Regions from separate parts of the Zea mays genome. Here region 2 is linked to region 1. The links are chromatin contacts, called in public Hi-C maps. All regions are on one chromosome and are shown on one strand. The core of a region is the stretch at or near the end of the contact, and the rest is flanking DNA. Distances in the headings are between cores, read along the strand shown. Region 1 holds the start of LOC100191398 (high-affinity potassium transporter). Region 2 holds the start of LOC100216949.

Region 1 (2,824 bases), core at 104-2,603:
CAGTACTACGGGTCGAGGCTACAGCCCAAGCACGACACGTCGTTCTTTGCTCTTGCAAGCATTAGGTCGTTTCTGAGACCACATTGGCGCAATGGACTACATGGTTTTTGAGGTTGCTGAATTGGATGGAGCAACAATGATTTGTCACACTAACAACAAAATGAAAGGTTATTTGTTGGTTTTAAACGTTAGTAATTGCTACGAAGTAGCGTAATTTATATAGAGCGCATCCCGTTTTTATTGATGCCTGACTTTAGCAATCACTCCATATTTTGATATATCTTTTTTATAAGTTTGACTTCATGGGACTTATTTTATAAACTTGATCTCACAAACTCTCTTATTTGGTCTCTGTATGATGGAATTATGTCATTTTATAATCTCTATTCATTCAGTCAATCGTTGTGAACTCTCTTCTAATCGATAAATTCATTGGTCGTGTTGTACCAAGACATATTTGCATGGAGTAAACAATAATATCAGTTAGCCAAATCAAAAAATATATTATACAGAGAGCGGAGACAATCAATAAAAATTCTTGAAATTTTTTTGATGGATAGTTTACGTGGATATTGTTGTAAGCCGTCGCAATGCACAGGCAACCGACTAGTTATTGTATTATTTGCAAGCTCAACACCATAACATGTGACGCCGAGCTAGACGTCAACATGGCATGACGTCACCGGCGGGGGAGGCTCGGGCGCTAGAGTGAGCAGAGGGAGATGAGAAGTAAACAGCTTGTTCGCTGCGGCTTGCTGCGGCTGCAATCCGGCTGCGGCTGCGGCTTCTACAGTATTTTTCTCTCTATGGATTGCAGCTGCAGCAATCCAAACAGCTGCAACAGTGTCGGCTTGTAGCCAGCCGAACACGCCCAAAGGCACGCGTTTAGGCCACGGGGCAAAGTAAAGTAGCTAATTTTTGTCGAACAATCAATAAGAATTAATTTATTTATAAAGGTTAGATCGTGACAAATGAAAATTGTTTAATTTTTATATAGTATACGAGAAGTCCATAAAAATTCTAGTTTTAGTGTTTGGTACGCAACAACCGACGTTTTCGCATAGCTCAGCTTGAAATATACTAGCCATGCTGCAGCGCACACCTAATTACAGTCACTCCAGCTAATTCTTGTTTATTGCTAATCATAGCACATGCATCTGGAGTTTTATATGTATTCATTCACATGACAGAAGCTCCTTCTGCCATGTTTAGCCTGACGCCACGCCAACCGATACCAGCATCACATCAGTGATTAATAAACTTGTTTATTATTTGATTTGACTTTTGAGTGCACCTGTCATTAGCATTAGATTATTGCTGATGCTCCTCTATTATTGAGTGCAAACGGATCGCAACGAGATGCAACCAAATCCCCGTCCACTCCACCAGCTCTGCAATCCGACAAGAGATTTGCCAATTATTTCTCCTAGAAAAACCGATCGCATCAGTCCCCATCCTCTTCGCCGTGGGGTCGGCAGGCAGGGCAAGGCTAGGCAGCGCCTCTCCGCGTGTGGTCCGTGTGCGAGGGTCCGCTCCTCCTCCCCTCCGTGCACCCGGAGGGCAGCGGCGTCTCTTCTTCCTGGTCGAATCTCCCCGCGGCTGTGAATAGGAGGAGGTCGACGACGCCATAGCAAAAAACAAATCCTTGGAATGCTTTCGGAGGGTCGGGGATTCGTCGCCGGCTGCCTGCACTGATGCTTGGAGCGCGCGAATCTGCTCAAGTTTTGATCTTGGCGTGCTCTTGAGTCTGGAATCCGGGCATTCATTGGGGCTTTGTTCTCAGTTTGCAAGGTCAGCAACAGATTCTCTCTTCCATTGTTGGTAGATACTGCGGAAATGGAACCAGAATTTGATCATTCCCTGTTTCCTTTCTATTTTGTTTGTCATGAGAACCTGAAATTATGCATGCTTGTTTTATTTGATCACCTTTTTTCCCCCTCCCGCCGCACTGTCCCACATCATCCGGAAGTAGTGGAAATCAACTTTGTTCTTTGGATGGCTTTATGTTCATCTGCTGTGGATGTTTGTCGTTAGAACAACTATGTGTTAATCTCAGATATCCTGAATTCTGGTTGTTACCTCACAAGCTAATGGAAGTTTGATACCGAAACAGATTGCCATCTTATCCCTTCTGTTGCTGCTCAAGATTGTTATCACCATCTAATAGACTGATATGTTTTTGATGCCTGCAGGCTGCAAGGCCGTGCTAGTTTGAACCCATGGAGACTACTAGCACAACAAATGAACAGACTGATAGGGGGGCGATGTGGGAGTTGGAAAGGAATCTCGATCAGCCCATGGATGCAGAGGCCGGCAGATTGAGAAATATGTACAGGGAAAAGGTCCTTTTCATTTCACAACTTCTATTCTAAAATATTTGGATCATCCCTCATCTCTCCCCCCTCCTCCCCGCCACCCCCAGTCTCCCCTCGCGACCCTAACGCCCCCGCCTCCTCCCCTCACTCGCGTCGCCGCCGCGTCGGCCCCTCCCCGGGATCGTAGCGTTAGCACGGGTTATATGCTAGTGGATTATTAGTGTCTGTGTAATGAGTGGTCAGTAGTTTTGCCCTCTTCTTATTGCCCCTTTTGCATTTGCAGTCCTACCCTACACTTGTGCTGTTACAACTTGCTTTCCAAAGCCTTGGTGTGGTGTTTGGGGATTTAGGCACATCACCTTTATATGTCTTCTCCAACATTTTCCCTCATGAAATTGAAGACACGGAACAAATTATTGGAGCACTCTCGCTTGTTATTTACTCCCTTACCCTGATTCCACTTGTTAAGTACGTGTTCATTGTCTTGAGGGCAAATGATAATGGCCAAG
Region 2 (2,824 bases), core at 195-2,694, 660 kb before region 1:
AAGACTCCGTAAAGCTTACGCAGTGTATAGTCAAAGAGAAACAAGGGCATCCCTTTTCTGATGTGGCTGACAAAGGATCGATACTCCAAGGGTAGACCGAAAATGCTTGCTTGGAAGCATTGGTCCCTTGTGACGCTGTTGGACATGAAGATAGCTCCTGCCATGGAGCCCGCAGCATCATGCCTAATTGACAGCCCGGGCCCCTCGTGCCTCATTCCAACGGACCTTGCACAGCCACAGGTGAAATGAGTGAGAACCGACTGTCACCGACATTTAAGGGATCCTATCAGCTGCATATGAGGGCTGGCCTAAAATCCTGGCTTTAAAATCAGATCTAACAGTGCACAATTGTTTTAGAAAAACTCTTCCCACTCTTAGCCTTTTCGTTTTATTATAGAAAAACTCCAGATATAGTCCATCGTGAGATCTAATTTTGAAGGGCAGAATTCTATAGGTGCAGATGTGCGCTAGCCTTCTATATACACCTGATATCATCCCTACATTTAATTAGCTACATACTGGCTATACAGTATTTCAAACAGTGATGGCAGGATGTCAAAATTAATTTTAATAACGTTAGAAGGAAGCGAGTCAGAATAAAACAAAAATAAGTCAAGTGTTCAACCAAAGGAAGAAATAACCATTACAAGAAAGGCTAATCAAAAAGGGTGGAGACCACAGCAAGTACAGAAAAGTACGGAAGTGATGATTAGGAACAGTAAACGGACAAAAGAACAAACAATTTTTTAGATAAAAACTTTCCCCGCTTTATTTCAACGAAACATCGAAGGAACAAACAATTGTGGTCCAAACAATATTTTTTATTTTCTGCATGGAAGAAACTGGTTCGACCAAACATAAACTATCTACAACGCGGCACCAAATCTGCAATGCGCGAAGCAAAAGGCGAAGGTAACGGTGTAGCGCAGAGCACGGCGGTAGAACGAAACCAAACCACATGGATCCAAATTATCCACAAGTGCTGAGACTTGCAGATAAATTGGCGATTGAGCGCTGGGGCATACCGACCTGCAGACCGTAAACCCTAACAATCGAGGTGACAAAGAAAAATAAATAAATATCGCGACGCAAGTGGCGTCTGTAAAGCGAGCCAACAGAAGACGTGGCGACGGGATGATGATCATTGATCGCAGGAGAAAGTAGATGGAGGGAGTAGAGGACTAGAGTGGAGGGGGTTCGCACTTGGGATCGACGCGCATGCGAGCGATGGGTGGTGGAGGCGTTGAAGGCAGAAGGGTTACCCGTTGAGGAACCCCGACGGAGGCCACGGCAGGAAAGCGGCGGGCGTGGTGGCTAGCGGAGCGGTTGGCGGAGACGGGAGAAAGGCAGACAGCACAGCCGCCGCACCGGCTGCAGATAGAAAGGCCTTGGGGGAAAGCGAATGGGACGGCGGACGTCTAGCGCTTTCGTTTCGGTTCCTGCGCCGCAAGCCCGCAACTCTGGATGGATGGGTCCCAGTCTCCCAGAGCAATCCGGAGCAAGGGAGGAGACCAAGAGTCGGAGAGGTTTCGCGTCGGCGCGCCGCACGTATCGTGGATTCGTGGTGTCGTGTGTCGTGTTGAGCGCGCGTGGTTCGCCAGACGCCGAACCCATCGGACACGCGTGGCGCGGCCGGTGACAGCAATCGGCCCATGGGCTTGTCAGCTTGCCTTACTTTTACGCTGCTGTAAAAGGCGTTAGGTTTGATGACACTCTATTGAGAATGAGACAGTACTTACTCCGTTTTTTATTCACCGTGGTTTAGTTAAAAATAAATTAGCGACCGATAAATATTCGATGAATGGAAGTTATCTTTGGCCTTACAACAAATTATGACAAAAAAGAACATAGCAAGTCATCTTAGGCGATTAACTTAATTTTGTCTTCTTTCCTTATTGATAATTACAATATTACCTTCAGCCTTACAAACGAGAACACGAAGGTAAATAAAACACCAACTCAATTTCGTCTTCTTTCCTTATAGATAATTACAAGGTTACCTTCGGCCTTACAAATGAGAACACGAAGGTAAATAAAAACACCTTCGAAGGCAGATGAATCTCAGTGCACTCTGTTTAGCACCACACCTAATACATGACATTGTTTTTCTATTTATAGTGGTGTTAGAGAGAAAATCCTCCGAACGAGTGGTGGAGTGCACGCGTGCTGATCCTAAGATAAGGAGGAGGCCTAGGGATTGCCTAATTAGCTGGAAGAACACGAGAATACAAAGGTTAGAGTGGTTCGGGCCATCGGAGCGTAATACCCTACATCCACTGTGAGTTGTATTGCCTGAGAGTCTTTGTGTGTATCTGTTAGTCATTTGTTCTCAAATGCTATATATCAAGAACAAGGCAACATAATCATTAGTCATTACAGACCTTCGTCTAACCGAAGCATTATCTCCTCGTGGGTATAAAGCTTTGCCAGACGAAGGTTAAGAAGGACATACCTTCATCATTTAATATGTGAGTAGAAATGCAAAAGGATAAATATGATAACTGCATCTCATTAATTGGTTTATTATTATATTTTATAAAAACAGAAATGAATGTAAACAATGTTAATGTTACATTGATACCTTCCGCTTGCTCGAAAGTGTGGATGCAAGAAAGTGAATACAATCCAGCATGAACAGTACGGGGGTTACTATTCATCTATTTATAAGCACGGGACGCAGCCCGAGCAAAATTACATATGTACCCTTAAACGCTTATTTACAAGCAACTAAAGCTAATAAGGTCTATTTAGTCTTTTATTTCTTTGCTTGATCCGAGCCGAAGCTATTGTCCTTTGGCATTCTGCAACGTTGTCCGTACACAAA

The links. Hi-C and Micro-C count contacts between places; a contact is called where the count stands out from the background.
Region 2: a contact with region 1 is called in a Hi-C map of tassel, with 2.1 times the contacts expected there. The contact joins the promoter of LOC100216949 here to the promoter of LOC100191398 in region 1. A contact is called at or near these places in 2 of 25 Hi-C or Micro-C datasets (ear and tassel).

What each region holds. Positions count from the first base shown.
Region 1 is chr7:46,666,973-46,669,796 of Zm-B73-REFERENCE-NAM-5.0, reverse strand. It overlaps LOC100191398 (high-affinity potassium transporter), which reads left to right and starts at 1,353. Exons shown (of 10, transcript NM_001358446.1): 1 at 1,353-1,791; 2 at 2,193-2,342; 3 at 2,599-2,824. The coding sequence starts at 2,220.
Region 2 is chr7:47,331,770-47,334,593 of Zm-B73-REFERENCE-NAM-5.0, reverse strand. It overlaps LOC100216949, which reads right to left and starts at 1,444. Exons shown (of 4, transcript NM_001359527.1): 1 at 1,204-1,444; 2 at 1-225. The coding sequence starts at 1,220.